Linked DNA regions of Mus musculus: region 1 is linked to region 2. Evidence: chromatin contacts called from public Hi-C data. All regions are on one chromosome and are shown on one strand. The core of a region is the stretch at or near the end of the contact, and the rest is flanking DNA. Distances in the headings are between cores, read along the strand shown.

Region 1 (4,548 bases), core at 884-3,383, 99 kb before region 2:
TGTGAACTGGTAAACTGGACAGTAACTTAAAATTTTCCACCCTAAGAAAGTACTCTCTCCCACCAGGTATAGGGGCACACACCTTTAATCCCAGCAGAGGAGGAGGCAAGTGGATCCTTGTGAATTGGTGGTCAGCCTGGTCTAAGCAGTGAGTTCTAGGCTAACCGGGGCTATAGAGTGAGACGCTGTGTGATAGTTTGAGTAGGTATGGCTCCCACAGACATTTTGAATGCTTGGTCATAGGAAGTGGCACTATTAGAAGGTGTGACCTCGTTGGAGGAGTTGTGTCACTGGGAGGGAGGCTTTGGGGTTATATGAGCTCAAGCTAGTTGAAGTCACATGGTTTCCTTCTGCTGCCTTCGGATCGAGATGTAGAACTCTCAGCTCCTTCTCCATCACCATGCCTGCCTGCACACTGCCATGTTTCCCACCATGACCATAATGGACTGAACCTGTAAGCCAGCCCCAATTAGATGTGGTTCTTTATAAGAGCTGCCTTGGTCATGGTGTCTCTTTATAGCAATAAAACCCTAAGACATGTCTTGTCCTGTCTCAAGTATACAAACAAACAAACAAACAAACTCCTTTTACTCAGTAGTTTCAATGTTTGCAACATATCCTAAAGAAATAAACAGAGGCAGGTGTGATGGCACACACCTTTAATCTCAGCACTTGGGAGGCAGAGGCAGGCAAAACTCTGAGTTGGAGGCCAGCCTGGTCTACACAGCCAGTCTTGGACAGCCAGGGCTACACAGAGAAACCCTGTCAAAACAAAACAAAACAAAACAAAAAACAAACAAACAAAAAAACAGAACAGAACAGAACAGAATATCTATGTGCAGAGATGAACATGGGGCAGTGTTTGTAGTTGCCAAAACTGAAACAACTTATTTAACAACAGGGCAACATTGAGGGTTATTATAGCTGCTTAGAGAAAAGAATATTATGAACCCCCAAAAAGAAGAGTCTGAGGTGGGCATGGTGGTGCATAGCTCTGTTCAGGGTCATCCTTGCTTAAACGGTGACTTTGAAGATGGCCTGCCATCTTGTCTTAACAAACAAGAGAGATTTGGAAAAAAACAAAAACCTGTAGTGAGTGGAGGATGCATCTACAATGTTGCATCCTTATATCACACAGTATTGATTTCAACCCTGACAACTGTAACAAAGCCACTGTCCAGTTGGTTCACCAGACAGGCGCTTTCAGCCAAGCCTGGGGAGGCGTCTGGGATGGAAACCACAGAATGCAAGGAGTTGACCTCTGACCTCCAAGATGTGAGTTCTTGCAGGATCCACACCCCCAAGAAATGAACAATAAAACCTTACCAAAAAACCTTAAAAAACAAGTTGTAGAAGGAAACCTCAACTCGCTCTCATTTCCAGGCTTTGGTGTTTTTGTCTTTTTTGTTTGTTTGTTTGTTTTTGTTTTGTTCCTTTGTGGTTTTTCCGAATTTTACCACATTTTCTACGATAAGCAGACAAACTTTCAACCTATAGAAAACAAATTTGGTTAACCAAAATATCCTTGTTGAAATCAGATGCCAGCCAGTAAACGGCAGGGCTGGGACCGAAAGCCAGGCCTGACTCCAAACTGCCACACCCCACACCCCAGTGACAAGAGTTGAGTGTCCAATGGAGACTCCCAGGCCCACCCCACTGGCGGGCAGAGGATCTGAACAGTGGGCAGCGTTTTCTACACCATCCAGTCTAGAGCAGGCTCAGCTGGCCCTCCCTTCCTCTGCAAGGGCGTCCACTCTCTCCCCAGGCCTAAGGCCAACCAACGACACCATCTCCAAAGACCCTGTCTCCAGAAGGTCCAGTGACACTGTTGTGGGTACCAGGGCAGAACTGTGTGCCTGTGCCAAAGGAGCTCTGCTGCCCGCATTGGCTTCAGCTCCACAGCACAGACCAATCACCCTCGGCCATCTGCCTGATTCTCCGGCCTCAGTCCCTGTCAGTGACAGAAAGGCCTGCGGCCAGCCCTGCGCCCTCCTCTGCTATCAGAACAACCTTCGAGCACTGTGGGGAAGGAAGCTACCCACCAAACAGAATGTCAGCTCTGCCCAGGACCTGGCACGCAGACACAGGGCAGACTCCATCAGGTGACTCACTCCTGGTGACTTCAGGCCTGCGATCTCCTCCCCTGGCCTGCAGGGGGCGGGGTGAGAGTGTCACGATCCAACCTGCCCACTGAGCAATAAAGGTGTTGGTGGAGGACAGCTGGTACCCCATCTTCTGCAGCTCCCACCTCTACGGGGCCAGAGAAGGCTCTGGAGGCAGGTGGATTTCCCACATGAGCAACCAGAGGGACCTAGAGAAGGAGTGGGCTCAGCTGAGGGAAACCTGCCTGTTTATTATAAAGCCATCAGAATACTAGAAGAGGCAGCTCTCATTCCCCCAAGCCTCTGTTGCTGAGGTGACCCATGGGGACATGGCCCCTTCTGCCACTTAGTAATGTACTCTTCTTCCCTACCCTGTCTGTCATCTTCAGTTTTGTTAGATAAACACCGACTGAGCGGGCTTTGTACAGAGTGCCTGCTTCAGGGGAAAAAAATATCCTTGCAGCAGATTTGCCCAGTTGCAGGAAGAGCCACAGCCTGGTTCCAGAATTAGAAACCTTGAAGTTTTTTGCTTTGAAAATTCTAGAGCTTTCTTACAGAATCTTCAGAGACCCCAGCAGTGTATGGGTAATTTGGAGAGCGCCAGCGGATTCAAGACCAGCTACTGGCCTGCCAAATCCCCGCATGCTCATGTGTGAAGATGCAAGGTCTGCATGTGGGGAGATGCTCCTAAGCCCTTCTGTCTGGTTCTTTCCCTCGGTTTGCAGTATCTGCAGGGACCTTTCAGGTTCTCATGGAAAACAGCAATAGTGGGACATCAATCCGTGCTCTGCACAAGGCTTTCCGACTCTGGAGTTGTAGTTCCAAGATATGTCCACCAGAGGGCGCACCGGCCACATTCTTCTGGATTTGGCGGCACCGGTCACCAGCACAAGAGCTAGGCTAGCACAGCTTCAAGGACTGTAGATCTGGAAGCGGGGGAATCAACTGAGATGTTGAGACAGAGAAGTTAGACTGTAAAAATTCTAACATAACTGAACCACACCTGTTGTATGGAAAGTTCTTGCACTAAAACAATTGCTCACTGTTCCCGTCTTTGAAATTCAAATATAACGAAACAGCCCGTGTTTTTATTTGATTACCTGGTAAGTGTACACTGAAGCCTGCTACAGACACAAGAAGGATACAATAAAAAGATAAATAAAAGTATTCCTCACAAATAATAACCGATATTTGTAAATGGCATTAAATTTAAAATTATTACAGAGACAAGAGAGACTGCTCTATCTTGATAAAAGGTCAATCTATCAGAAGATTTAATGACCGTATAAATGCAGGACAGCGGACCCCCCCCCCAATATAGGTAAATATTGACAAAAACCCAAGACATATCTACAATAGTTAAGAATAGTGATGTCTCATCATCAATAGCACATGGACCAGCTAAATGGAAGGTCAGTACAGAGACAGAGGTCTAAACAGCACTCACTCAACAGCAACTCAACTCGTGGTAAGCGTTCCATCAACGAAATTTTATCTCCATTGTGAGGTATTAATTAATTAATAAATTAAGAGGAGAGAAACCAATTTGACTGTAACTCGTGGAGGTGGGACCTTTGGGGGAAGATAAAGTTAATGGAGTCCTATAGCCAGAGGGAGCATTTGTCCGACGGTTGAATGGACGTGGCTATATAAAAAAAGGAACGGAGCTCTGAATTAGGACATGAAGGTCCTCTCACTGGGTGATGTCCTGCAGTGCTTTGTGACTGGTATGGCCCTCACCAGATACCACCAGGCTCTGAACTTCTCAGTGCTCCAATTTCTGAGCCAGATAAACCTTTTCTGTTCATAAACTACCCAGTCTGTAGTATTCTGTTACGGCAACAGCAAACAGACGATAAACCAGAAGTCCAGCTCCTCCCCATGCACACACAGGCAGTCTCCAGCGCAGGCCGTGTGCTAGGCAGCAAGACAAAGCTCGGGACATTTTAACAATTGAAACCATCCAAAAGCACATGTCTTTTTTACCACAATGAACTAGAACAAAAAAACAACATAAGAAAAAACAGGAGAATTCACAAATATATGGAAATTTAAACAATGCGTTCTTACATAACCGATGTGTTAATGAAAAAAAATCACTAGTGAAATGGGGCGGGGGAGGGAGTAAAATTCTGGAAACAAAACAAAAGCATAGAATAGTAAGACTTGCAGGATCCAGCAGGCCCTGTCCTCAGAGAGAGAGGCACTCACGGCCATCCGGGCCTGCATCCGCAGCCTCTCTCTCTGCAACCCTAAGCTACTACAAAGTGAGGTACTGACTAAAGTCAGAGGAATAGGGACGGAATGGCACAAACTAGAACAGAGATAAACAAATCAGGCAGGAAAAGCACCAGAGAAAACCCAGGAGCCCAAAGGCTGGTTCTCTGAGACCCAGTCACAGGACTGGCACACACGTAGTGAGAATGACCAAGGAGTAAGATGCACT
Region 2 (4,181 bases), core at 1,633-4,132:
AAGAAACATTGCAAGTGACAGGGTTCAAGCATTGAATACATTGACTTACTGAGAACTGTAGCTGACCTGAAAGCACCCCCTCCCACCAGTAAGAGAGCTTGGTGGAGCCTATGTGAGTGAGGGTTTAAGGAACTTAGGCTCAGGAATGGTGGAAGCATGGCTTCCTAACCCCGCTCTCCTGTTTTGGGTGATAGCCTTGACACCTTTATCAGAGCCTAAGAATGTTTAAGGCTGTGGCTCCAGCCTCCTGAGAAAAACCACCAGCTTCCTGAGTCACAGATGTCAGAACAGCCTAGGGCTTTCCATCAGGACACAGAAAGGAAGTAAAGGGCCTGAGGAGCCCACCCCAGCAGATGAGTCCAAGCAAAGATCTTTCCTTTCTGAGCCACTCTGAATGGGGACAGCAACCTAATGATTTGTCTCTCCCTACAGACAGGCAGAATCGAGCCAAACTACCCCAAGGTATGCGGTCATCAGGGCAACGTGCTGGACATCAAATGGAACCCCTTCATTGACAACATCATCGCCTCTTGCTCCGAGGACACTTCGGTGAGCTGAGCAATGGGTGCTTCCCAGGCATAACCCTGAGCATGTACCTCCCTGCTTCCCCTAGAGAGCCTCTATACACACTACCTCTTTCTCCTCTCAGCCTTGCCCCCTCCCTCCCTCTCCAACCAGTCCCAAAATAGAGAGGACAAGACAAGGGTCGGGAAGGGACTGAGGGAGAGGATCTCTGCTGGACACACCCCGTGCTTCCAAGTTTGGAAGTGTTGCTTTGTAGGTGAGAATTAGAACCAAAAACTTAGGTGTGTGATTCAGCCTCTGCCTGTGCTCTATGGTGAAGGAAAGGAAGATGGGGAGGAGAAAGGAGGAAGGAGAGGAAGCAAGGGGAGGAGGGCTCCTGAGCATTTCAGGCTCACATGGTAAATGTCCCATCATTTATCATCTGGGAGCTGCGGCTTCAAGGACTGTGGTGACAAGGGTCACTTTGGGGATATTGAATCCCAACTTTCCACGTTCTACCCCTCGTGGGAAGATGAAGTAAATAGGAGAGAGAGCAGAGGCGAGAGCGGATGGGTGGAGAGAAGAGGGAGCTGGAGATGGGAGGGAAGAGCAGAAACTGGAGATACTGCTCAACTTGGTTAAGGGCTTGCTGAGCAAGCATGAGGACCCGAGTTCAATCCCCAGAGATGAAGGTAGAAAACGACTGGAAAATCCAGGGACACAGACATCAGTGCAGCTTCCTGTCTATCCTTCCTCAGTGTAGCTGCCTCAGAGGGGCAATGGAACAGAGTAGGACTCAGCCAAGCTGATACAAGAGCTCCCTCTATTCCCAAGTGAAGGAGCCTCTGCTCTCCAGCCAGGCCACTGGTTACCTAGTGCTCACTGGCGTAGTCGGAGGACAGGTTATGAGCCCAGGATACTAGAACTGGAAACAACTTCAGAGCTGTCTCCCTGTGTTCCCCAGCTGGACCTTGAACTCCAGAAGGAAGAGAGCATGGCCCATTTGGCTCTGAGTCCCTGGCATCTAACACAAGACCTCATATCTAAAACAAACAAACAAACAAACAAACAAACCCTCTTGCTGTGAACTGAATGAAAAACTCGAGTTAGATATGTGCACAGACCGAAGAATACACACATGGATGGATGGTTAGATGTCTGGATGCATGACTGATAGAGAGATGGTTGAATGGCTGGATATAAAGTTGGATGATTAGATAGATGATAGATGATAGATAGATAGATAGATAGATAGATAGATAGATAGATAGATAATGAATAATTACGATGGAAAAGGAGAAACAGACAGTAACATCTCCATGAATTCCCAAGTGGAGAGTGAGATCAGATCGCAGGCTCAGAACTTACATAACAAAGAGATGGAGGGTGCACTGGAAAAGCAGACAGGGCTTGGCTGGCTAGAAAGATTCCTGAGGGCAGAAAATGTCTGTGGGGACAGTGAATGGAAGTGGGGAAGGAACTCTATTGGCTTTGTTACTTTCTTCAGCAGCTTCAGGACCCAAGTGACCACAGGACAGCTATCAGGGGCCAGGTCACAGGAAGACTAGAGCTGCAGATGTGTGGACAGGAGGTGGATCCAGGAAAGGCCACAGAGCCCAAGGAATCACTGGCTGCTCCCCAGGCTGGGAAGGAGGCAGATGGAGCTCCTGGTGCCTGGTAAACATGATGGTCAACTGGAGAAAGGCTCAGGGCTCAGCAAGCTCAGGGCAGGCAAGGCTGCTCCCCACCTAGGGAGCCCAGGAGGACAAGGACTGCATCTGTCTCTGTCCCAGCCTACTGGAAGGGCTGAGTGACTCACCAGCCAGCAGTGAGCAGACAGTCTTGAGATTCTGGGCTCTTGTATGCACTCTGGCCTCAGGACTCCACATGCACTCTCCCCCTGGGAGGCAGGCAGCGCACGAAGGGACAGCGTAAGACCCAGCTGGGAAAGGGAAAGACAATCAGGAGGACCGGCCTGTGTTAGCTCAGCCTCTTCCTCCATCTGCTGTTGCTCCCTACTCCTGGATGTAGCCAATGCACAAGACATGCATGGTGTGTGGTCAGACAAACTCAAGGCTCAGCCCTGCTACAGGAGTCACATGATCGGTACCCACTGGTGGACAGCCTGATGGGATGCTGGGGTCCAAAGTCTCTACTGTGGAATCTGGTGGCCTTGAGATGAGACGTCGGTGCCGCTGCTTAGCTGGGTGCCCAATGGCATATGGCTTCGCCTCTCCGGACCCTGGCTCTGCTCATCTCAGAGGCAGTAATAGCAGGGCCCTCCTCAGCATAGTGACCAGGATATGAAGAAGCCCATGCATACCGCTGTGCCTGGCACCTCACAGGTGCTTGCTGCTTCAGTCCTGCTCTGCAGACAGCCCCAGCAGGGAGGCAGAGCCCACAGACACATAGAGATGAGTCAGGACTCCACAAAGGCTGTGGGCACAGACAAGAGGGAGGAGCTAATGAAGACCCAGATACAGAGGAGGGAACGTGGGAGGGCTGGTCCTGGAAGACTGGGAGTTTGTTCACTAGGGCGAGAGCCTGGGCCACCCATCCTCAATTAAACAATTAAACAGACAAGGTAATAGTGAAACACAGAGAAAGGAGACTTCTTTGGTAAATTATTTATTCAGATAGCATTCCTGGTGAGCTATGGTCCTGTCCATCACTGGCCCATCAATGCTGGCTTCCAGTCTCTTCTTCAAGGTGACCAAACAAGCTGTGGAAACTGTATGAAACCTTTCCTTGAGATAAGCTCCCCGGGGCTGGAGAGATGGCTCAGCCCTTAGTTAAAGGCTGGGCTCACAACCAAAAATAGAAGAGATAAGCTCCCCACCCCCACCCACTCACGGCTGGCGCTAGGTTTCAGACTCTTGCTTCTCCCAACATGAGATTCCTATGGGGATTCCAATTTGTTAGGAGCCATTTTCTTAACAGTCTAATAACCAGAAAGAGGGCACAAGTTTCTTTAGGATAGCTTCATTCCTGTCAGTACGGTTACACTTCAACCAGAAGAGAAAGGGTTAAAGTGAACCCAAGAAGAGTCCTGGCCTAGAACAAGGCCTGGAGGGAGTAAGCAGGGTGCCTAAGAAAAGGCGAGTCCTCCAGCTTGGTTGGAGCTGTGGGTGATGTCACCGGGGAGTAAGCAGGAGAGAGGGTTGCAGAGGGAGGTTGGGACAGATAAAGGAGGAAAGGCAGGGTGAGCTTAACTCTGCCGCCGGAGCTTCTCAAACCATCCAAGGATCCTTTGGGATCCAGGGGATGGGGGTGGGGGTCTGAAGGGGCCTCAGCCAGCTTTTGGGGGGACATAAGGCTCCGGTCACCTGGATGGAGGCTGCTGATGTAGACAGGTGATTAAGTCTGAGATAGGGGAGGACCTAAGCTTTTCAGCAGCTGCCAGGCCTGCTAGAAGCCAGGCTCAGAGCCTCCTTAGCCCGCTGGTTTCTGCTCACACCTGTGCAGTACTTAGGACTTTAGCCTTGGAGCCCACAGGCCCAGGGCGAAGCTCAGTTGCTCCTGAAGAGCTGGACCCCGAACCCGAGGTTACATCAGGAGTCTGTAGCAAGCAGCTTTCCAGACTCCTGCCCTGCTGCCTCGCCAAGGCCTTGCTTCTATAGGGGACAAAACTGAGGCCCAGAACCATGGCAGGCTAACAGTCTGGATCCATTGCACAC

Evidence for each region. A called contact is a pair of places that touch in the nucleus more often than the background predicts.
Region 1: a contact with region 2 is called in a Hi-C map of cerebellum, with 2.6 times the contacts expected there. The contact joins two enhancer-like sites. A contact is called at or near these places in 2 of 15 datasets of contacts at CTCF or cohesin (embryonic stem cells and pro-B cells), 82 of 484 Hi-C or Micro-C datasets (the 3T3-L1 cell line, the 63-12 cell line, the AML12 cell line and 54 more), 15 of 115 datasets of contacts at active chromatin or transcription factors (T-cell acute lymphoblastic leukemia, acute myeloid leukemia, astrocytes and 9 more) and 3 of 9 other capture datasets (embryonic stem cells, liver and pancreatic islet).

What each region holds. Positions count from the first base shown.
Region 1 is chr9:62,548,411-62,552,958 of GRCm38.p6, reverse strand. No RefSeq gene overlaps it. Among named protein-coding and RNA genes, the nearest start is that of Gm39352, 9.4 kb to the right of the region's middle. Within about 2 kb of position 2,133, at least 32 of the 459 cell types and tissues checked have an H3K27ac peak or open chromatin away from gene starts, as enhancers often do. A contact at or near this core is called in cerebellum, where this site is marked.
Region 2 is chr9:62,450,897-62,455,077 of GRCm38.p6, reverse strand. It overlaps Coro2b (coronin, actin binding protein, 2B), which reads left to right. Exons shown (of 12, transcript NM_175484.3): 3 at 433-549. Among named protein-coding and RNA genes, the nearest start is that of Gm40523, 37 kb to the right of the region's middle. Within about 2 kb of position 2,882, at least 59 of the 459 cell types and tissues checked have an H3K27ac peak or open chromatin away from gene starts, as enhancers often do. A contact at or near this core is called in cerebellum, where this site is marked.